2 separate regions of the Mus musculus genome follow, and region 1 is linked to region 2. Evidence: chromatin contacts called from public promoter capture Hi-C data. All regions are on one chromosome and are shown on one strand. Each heading gives the region's core, a stretch centred on a gene start, on an enhancer-like site or on the middle of the called end of the contact. The rest is flanking DNA. Distances are from core to core; before and after follow the strand shown. Region 1 overlaps Gm26691 (a long non-coding RNA gene). Region 2 holds the start of Ppa2 (pyrophosphatase (inorganic) 2).

The links. Promoter capture Hi-C pulls out the DNA fragments that hold promoters and counts their contacts.
Region 1: a promoter capture Hi-C map of the HPC-7 cell line shows a contact between it and region 2, with 5 times the contacts expected there. The contact joins the enhancer-like site here to the promoter of Ppa2 in region 2. A contact is called at or near these places in 7 of 39 promoter capture datasets (the 3T3-L1 cell line, the C10 cell line, the HPC-7 cell line and 3 more) and 1 of 484 Hi-C or Micro-C datasets (adipose-derived mesenchymal stem cells).

The regions. Positions count from the first base shown.
Region 1 is chr3:134,032,533-134,036,651 of GRCm38.p6, forward strand. All of the region lies in intron 2 of Gm26691 (a long non-coding RNA gene), which reads right to left. Among named protein-coding and RNA genes, the nearest start is that of Gm26691, 110 kb to the right of the region's middle. Within about 2 kb of position 1,604, at least 30 of the 459 cell types and tissues checked have an H3K27ac peak or open chromatin away from gene starts, as enhancers often do.
Region 2 is chr3:133,307,201-133,311,728 of GRCm38.p6, forward strand. It overlaps Ppa2 (pyrophosphatase (inorganic) 2), which reads left to right and starts at 2,910. Exons shown (of 12, transcript NM_146141.2): 1 at 2,910-3,081. The coding sequence starts at 2,940.

The DNA.
Region 1 (4,119 bases), core at 354-2,853, 720 kb after region 2:
GCATTCCCCTATACTGGGTCATAAAGCCTTCACAGGACCAAGGGCCTCTCCTCCTATTGATGACTGACTAGGCCATCCTCTGCTACATACATAGCTAGAGCCACAAGTTCCACCATGTTTTTTCTTTGATTGGTGGTATAGTTCCAAGGAGCTCTTGGGTTGCTGTTTAGTTCATATTGATGGTCCTCTTATGGGGCTTCAGACCTCTTCAGCTCCCTGGGTACTTTCTCTGGCTCCTTCATTGGGGACCTTGTGCCCTATCCAATGGATGATTGTGAGCATCCACTTCTGTATTTGCCAGGCACTGGTTCAGCCTCACAGGAGACAGCTATATCAGACTCCTGTCAGCAGGCTCTTGTTGGCATCTGCCTAGTGTCTGGATTTGGTGGTCGCTTATGGGATAGTTCCCCAAGTGGGGCAGTCTCTGGATGGTCATTCCTTCAGGCTCTGCTCTGAACTTTGCCTTTGTAACTCATTCCATGGGTATTTTGTTCCCCATTCTAAGGAGGAATGAAGTGTCCACACTTTGGTCTTCCTTCTTCTTGAGTTTCATGTGTTTTGCAAATTGTATCTTGGGTATTCTAAGTTTCTGGGCTAATATCCACTTATCTGAGAGTGCATATCGTGTGTGTTCTTTTGTGACCGGGTTACCTCACTCAGGATGATACCCTCCAGATCCATCCATTTGCCTAAGAATTTTCTAAATTCATTGTTTTTAATAGCTGAGTAGTACTCCATTGTGTAAATGTACCACATTTCTGCATCTATTCTTTTGTTGAGGGACATCTGTGTTCTTTCCAGCTTCTGGCTATTATAAATAAGACTGCTATGAACATAGTGGAGCATGTGTCCTTATTACCAGTTGGAATATCTTCTGGGTATATGCCTGGAGAGGTATTGCTGGATCTTCCAGTAGTACTATGTCTAATTTTCTGAGGAACTGCCAAACTGATTTCCAGAGTAGTTGTACCAGCTTGCAATCCTACGAGCAATGGAGGAGTGTCCCTCTTTCTCCACATCCTTGCCAGCATCTGCTGTCACCTGAATTTTTGATCTTATCCATCCTGACTGGTGTCTTGTAGACTTTTAATAATGACCAGAGTGTTTATATGCTGGTCTCAGGCTTTCCTAATAATAGTTAATTAATAGTTAATCACAGGTTAATTTTTATCTGCCATTGTCTTTATAAGCACAGTTGCCATAAAAATCCTCTTGCTCTATGGGTTTCAAAAATTACATTGAAATATTTCTTTGATTGATAAGACATGAGCTATTTCAGCTTAATCCCCAGATATTAAGGTGTGCCCTTAATAACCTAGCAGGTTTAGTAGCACTTTAGTAGCAACTGAATGTTTCGAAAATTGCTCTTTAATCTACAACCTTATAAAAGTTTTAGAGTTCCCTCAAAATTTTTGTAAGTCATTTGGACCAGGCTAAGTGATTCTTGAATGAGGTGACTCATCGTTTCCTGTTTCACACACACACACACACACACACACACACACACACACACACTCCAGAACGAGATGAATCATCAAGAGGGAACTCTATGCCCAGATGGAAGCTCAGCCAAATAGACAATAAACTGAAATGCTTCCTTATGTTAAGTTGCCTGTGGGCTAAGAGTGGACTACAGTCAGAAGTGGGAAGTCCCTAGGTGAGGGGGATTCTGAAGGCCAATCAAATCATCGTGAACTGGAATAGCTCCGAGAAACTGAGAGAGAGAAAATGCCATAAAAATGCATCAAGTTAATTTCACGCTTTTCCACCTTCAACTTTTGCACAAATTAAATTTAATGCTCTTCAGCCTGAGTGGTCTGCATGCAAAATGGTGTCACATGGTTGGGACCGATGGAGATAAAGGAGGCTCAGCATTACTTACGAAATGGTAAGAAAATATTTGTTCTGTGATTATGAGTAATTTCTTACTAATTAAAACGCACCCCCTTCTTCTTAAATGTACTGAAAACTTTCAGTAAACATTAAAGTTAGAATGGTTACTTTTGTTTGCTACTAAATGTCAAGTTAAGGTGACCAACTAATTCAGTGTCATGCTTTTAATTTCTACATAAAACTGAGAACCTTTATTAAGTAACCTTTAGGTCCCTTTCTTGCTTTAAGATGATACTTTTGGTGACTCTCTTAATAGAAACGTTAGGGCAAAACTTCATGGGAAGATGCAGATGTGATGTCAAACAAGCATGGTCTACATCACATCCAAGGTATAGAGCAGACATGTTTCTGATATTCAGAAAAGTGCTGAATCCAGGTCCCTCACCGAGATGGAAAGAAAAACTGCATTAACTCCACCAATATAGCACAGCCCTGAGTAGTAACAAGAAATCTGATCTGTAAACATTTGTGCAAAAATCATAGTAATAAGGTGCTCTGCATTCTTATTATTTGCATGCTCTGGGGTTTACCTTTGATCATCCAGGGAGCCCGCTCTGCTGCTTCTGGAATGGAGAGCTGAATGGCATGCTAGAAACTAGAAGGGTAAAGATGGGGTGAGGCAGAGCATTGGCTTGTGTCATCGTAAGCCACAGTTACTTCCTGCTATCCCTAACACTCCTGCAAAGTTTACTTCTATTCTGTAATGATTCAGGCTCTGCAGTGTGTAAGACCCCACCCTGTGGCTCCAGCAGGAGGGTTTTCCTCTGCTGCCTCCCAGGCAACCCTCTGGTCTTTTGATGGTGAAGGATGCTGTAAGAGCCAAGGCTGTGTGCATGTACTGGCTCCTTCCATTGGGTGACCTCATGCACTGTAACATTTCAAAAGATGCAGAACAGATGAGAACACCTTTTCTTATTTTGTCTCAGTGGTAGATAGGTTACAAGAACATTGAAGATGCACTGGAAAGCCACAGTCACCATCAGCCATCCTCCAACCCCACCAGGGAAAATGACTCTTGTAAAAGACAAGAGGACAGACAAGTCCACTCACTACACCACAGGCAGGCAGAAATGGAATGTCTAATTTAAGTGAAATTAAGCCTTATCAACTGAATGATGCCTGAAGTTCTCTTAAACATTGTTGTTCACCCTAGCATACCTGTAAAGTATGACGCAAGTACCAAAGATTCATCTCTTCAGTAGGAATGACAGTGAACATATACACTTTTGCCTCAGACTATCTTGGCATTTTTAGGAAAATTTCCTCTATTTTAGTTGTTCCCACATATCACTATTTTCTTTTTCTTTTCTTCTAAACTTCCCTTTAAACCCCAAAAGGAAAGCAGTGTCTACATACACTTCTCTCTGCTGAGATCCATCTACATTCTTCATAAACCCCCAGTCTCTAGGACCCCTCCTATCCATCTCCAGTCTTTCCTCCATTCTTCCCTCCACCACATGTATGGATGACCCATTCTTTTTTATCATTCTTTTTATCAGATATTTTATTTATTTATATTTCGAATGCTATCCCCTTTCCAGGTTTCCCCTCCAGAATCTCCCATCCCATTCTCCTGTTTCTATGAGAGTGCCCCCCCAACCACCTACCTACTACTGCCTTCCTGCCCTGGCATTCCCCTACACTGGGGCATCAAGCCTTCACAGAATCAAGGGCCTCTCCTTCCATTGATGCCCGACAACGCCATCCTCTGCTACATATACAGCTGGAGCCATGGGTTGCTCCATGTGTACTCTTTGGTTGGTAGTTTAGTCCCTGGGAGCTCTGAGGAGTCGGGTTGGTTGTTATTGTTGTTCTTCCTATGGGTTGCAAACCCCTTCAGCTCTTTCAGTCCTTTCTCTAACTCCTCAATTGGGGATTCCAATGCTCAGTCAAATGGTTGGCTGTGAGCATCTGCCTCTGTATTTGTCAGACTTTAAAGGGTTGCTTGGGTATACCTCTGTGAACTATTTCCTTTCTGCCACAGAGGTATTTGTTTCTCCTTAAAGTACCTGGGACTTCCTCTGCTGCATTTATCTAATTGCACTGTGGTTATCAGTTCATGTTTGTCTTTCACCTTGGACTTCGACATCCTTAACAGCAGGGCTGTGTCTTTGACAACTTCGTATCTCTACTGTCCAACCTAGTGCCTCGGCATCCAATAAATGTTTGATAAATGAATGAATCAAGATCAAGATAAAAGTGGGAGAGTAGAGTACAACATAAAAG
Region 2 (4,528 bases), core at 1,660-4,159:
TCTTCCTCCTCCTTCTCCTCTTCCTTCTTCTCTTCCTTCTCCTTTCTTCTCCTCCTCTTCCTCTTCCTTCTCCGTCTCTTCCTTCTCCTCCTCTCTTCTCCTCCTCCTCTTCCTCCTCCCCCTCTTCTCCTCTCTAGTTGAGCATCTCTGGAAACAATCTCACAGTTATGATTGGATGTGTGTCTCTTTGCTGCTCTCAAACCTAGTCAGTAGTGCAGATTGACACTCATCAGTCCATTCTGTCAACACACCAGACAAGTGTCACTTTGAAATCATGATATTCCACCTCTATCCCAGGAAGAAAAAAAAATCTCATGTTAATTTTATAACACAAAATGTATTTATTACATTTCATGAAGTACCCAAAGTATAAATGTTCCAGGAGTATTCAAAAGTATAAGCATAAAGTTTCTACTGGGGCTCAATCAATCTCTTATGGTGAGACCCAGCAGAAAAAGTTACATATTTCTAATATACAATGGCACAAAATCCAACAGAGAGCAGTAAGGGCATAGTTAAGAATGATGAGACCATAGCAAGACCTAAACTGAGGAGGTGAACACCAAACTCTGCAGCTCTGTATCTGGCATCTGCAGCTTATACTGGAATCATCTGGGCCTCGTCTGGGGTGGTGGGTACCCCTGCCCACTCAGGTCTCCAACCTAGAGTTGACCATTTACATGGACTGCTTTCACTCCTGTTTAGTTGGAAAATCAACAGCATCTGCTTCACACATACTTCAGGAAAAGGAAAGCCATTTAATTAAAAATCTGAAAAGCTCAAAGGTTGTCTCTCATGTTAGCAACCTGGTATTTTGTTTATTGTGAAGTGACCATAAGCTAAATTTCTATAGACTAAAAGCTATTCAATATATTGCAAGTCCTGCAAGTTCCATGCTATAGTTGTCTCCTGGGCTCCACATTGGACTGGCTCCTGGACACCTCACTATTCTCAGATACAAAATCAGAATGATGGCTAAGCTCGGCTACATACCAGTCACCCCAACCCTCCAAGCTCAGCCAGTTTTCTCTTTTATTTGTAAATTCTGGATCTGTGCTCAAGAGCTTTTTGAACATTTGTCTTTACCCCTGTTTTGTAAAGTCCTAGAATTAAAAATTAAGACACACACTTACTGTCTTAATTTCATCATTACTGTGAAGAGACATTATGACCAAGGCGACTCTTATAAAGGAAAGCATTTAATTGAGAGTAGCTTGCAGTTTTAGAGGTTCAGTCCATTATTACTATGGAAGGAAATATGGCAGCATGCAGGCAGCCATACTAGACAAGCTGAGAGTTCTACATCTTGATTGGAAGGCAGTCAGGAGGAGACTGTGTTCCACACTGGGCGGAGCTTGGATACAGGAGACCTCAAAGCCAGGCCCCCACAGTGATACACTTCCTCCAACAAGACCACACCTCCTAATAGTGCCACTCCCTATGTAATTCAAACACATAAGTCTATGGGGGCCTTACCTATTCAAACCCCCACACTTGCTACATGATAGTGACAGATGTCCACAGAGGAAATTCAGCGAGTTAGGTTCCAAATGTCTACATTTGAAATGGACAACTATTGTTGAATAAATATCTTCAGAAATTTGTATTTTAAAATTAACCAGTAAGCCAACTTTGTTCTCATAACATGTATTGTATATTCGGTTTTGATCCACAGGTATTTCAGTAAATTATAGAAAATGAAAGATGAGATTTTATATGTTCAAAATCAAGCCATTTCTTTTTAATGCCATAAAGTAATATGTTCCTAAATCACATACCCGGAATTTGATGCTAATTTTAAGAATCTAGACTATTAGACAGCCCAGAACCTTGTTTCAGTAGGAATTTCTTTCTCAAATATCCAATATTTGAAGTTTAGGTGAAATTTTAAGCTTTCTTTTTTTAACATAGGCAGAATCATATAAATCAATGAAATAAACGCAGGAAGGAAATGTTTCCATTTTTTATAGGACAACTTAGCTTGCAACTCCGCCTAATCATGTTGACGTGTTACAAAGCCACTAATGTCAAAATTTTTTAGAGACTAGGCTAAGCAATGTCTAAGTGGCTAGTGGCACCTCTAAGAGATCCTTTCTGAAACCTGGGTAAAACCAGTTTGGGTTTTAACTGTCACAATTTAGATGCAGAAAGAACCCAGTAGGTGAGGATGTGAGCCTTGCTCACAGTTGGAGCAGAAACTGGTAGAGGTCCGGAAGACCATTCCAGTGAGGTCTTCCCAATCAACTGGTCTACAGAAAAGGGCAATGGTTGGTTCCTTCCTTAGAACCACAGCTCCCGTTGTTACTGGACCAGACTGCAAAGACTGCTGTTGTAACTAGTTGTGGCCACCGGACCAGACAGAAATACTTGTGAAGTATGCAATTGCAGAGAAGTTAAAAGTTACCTGTACTTGGGTTAAATATTAAAGGGCCTTATGGAGGAAGTGGCGTTTGAGGGAATTACAGATTTAGGATAAATCTGTGTCAGATGTCTTCACAAGGACGCTCGATCATTATACATTATAGTCGTGTGTGTGTGTGTGTGTGTGTGTGTATGTGTGTGCGCGCGCGCGCGCGTGTGTGTACACTCCCTCCTTCCGGCTTGGATGTTCCTTTAGAAATTTCTGGAGGTATGCATGCAACCAAGTGCTACATTAATGTAATCAAAGTCTGACCGCAGACACTGACAGTGTGTGAGTGGGTGCGTGGTGGTGAATTCCTGGGGCTTCTAAGGTCCTTGTCTTGATGGTCTTCGGCCTCTGAGGGCTTGTGGAGCAAAGTGGAGAGGTAGGTGGCCCCAGGAATGCAGAAGAGGGTGGGACTTGATGCCACTTGAGGCCGACCGCGGGGAGGCAGTGCGGGCTCCGGGCGGCAGGGGGCGCCGTCGAGCGGCCGCGCCGGGCCCAGCACCGACCCTGCGGTTCTCGCAGACCGTCCGCCATGCGCGCGCTGCTGCCGCTGCTGAGCGTCGGCCGAGGGTGGCGCGTGGGGGCCGCCGCCCGCCCTCCGCGCCGCGTCATGTCCCTGTACCGCACGGAGGAGCTGGGCCATCCCCGCTCGCAGGACTACCGCCTGTTCTTCAGTAAGTCGTTCGCCCAGCTCCGCGCCGGCCGGCGGAGGGGCCGCGGCGCCGTGCCCTGCCCTGCCTTGCTCTGCCCGGCCGGGTCCGCAGCCCGCGCCCAAGCCCGCTGCGGAGGGGACCGGTCTCGGTGCGCAGGGTGGCGCGGGGCCAACCGCCCTCTGCAGCGACCGCAGCCGGCCCGCGGCGCTGAGCTCCTCCCGCTGACCTCCGCGCCGTGGCCCGCCGCTCGCCCGCGCCGCCTCCTGGGCGCTGCTAAGCCCATCCGCCTCCGTACGGCCGCAGAACTTTGGGGACCGGGGTCTTCACTCCGAAAGCGAGTTTGCCTGCGACCGCGACCTTGCTGTCAGCGCAGGCGTACAGGCAGGGAGGAAGTGGGAGGAGAATGTGAGCCAGGCGCTGGGATAGGCTTGTGTGCACAACGCCATCACGAAACCTTTTGTTTGGTAAGGTTAACTTAAAAACAGCAACAGTCAACTGAGTTTTTAACCTAAAAGTTTGCACCCTGAATGCCATCCACAAGCAGGAGATTGGCCGGCGTTCTGGCGAGAATGTGGTGCCTTTTCTTGCCCTGTACGTTGAGCAAAACCTAGAAAGAGGGCCGTCTGGGCTGCCCTGGGCTGACGCCAAAGACAGAAAAGCTCCTGGCCACTTTCCTTTTTCTTTTCACTCTGTAGGTCTCGTTAACAATCGCGTGAAAATAGCCACGTAGATGGGTTGCTTTCAGGCCTCCTTTACTTAATACCAGGTAGCGGAGCGGTTGCAATGTCAAGGCTTGTGCACACCTCTTAGGAGGTTCCGCCCTGAAGAGGTGAAGCTAAATCTTGTTCCGAGACCCCCATGCTGGATGAGTGTCTTAACTTGCTAAGTATTAGAATTTTTTTCCCCTATAAGATAGGGCTGCAGAAGCGGCTATGTATGTTCAAAGAAGTCACCGGACTTATAGTATAACTTGAAATCATTAATAACTGTACTTTGATTTTTACAGTTACTTTTCTGGAGCTGAAGGTTGAAGATTATTTTGTGATAAAGGAGCAAACCTAGCTTAAACTCTTTTTTTTTTTTTTTTTTTGTATTATTTTGAGACAGGGCCTCACTGGGCAGCCCTGGGCAGCTTGGAACTCACAGTAGTACACCTCCCTCTGTCTCCTGGATTGAACACATGGGGCACTTCGAATGGCAAACTCTTGTCATTGTAATAAATCTTATAATAAATAGTTTCTTCACAATTAGTTTCTGTTTGCTCCTCTACAAGAGACCCTGTCTTGTTTCTTGTTGAGGCGAGATGGATTTAGGTCTTTTAAAAGAGGGTGTGTACACAACCGGATCCTGGGTAGACAACAGTCTCCAAACAAGAGCAACCATAAAAATAAAACAACAGAAGGAAGGGAAGCCCTTAATATGTGTGCTCATTTCTGAATGGGTTATATTCCCAAAGTTACAATGTAAC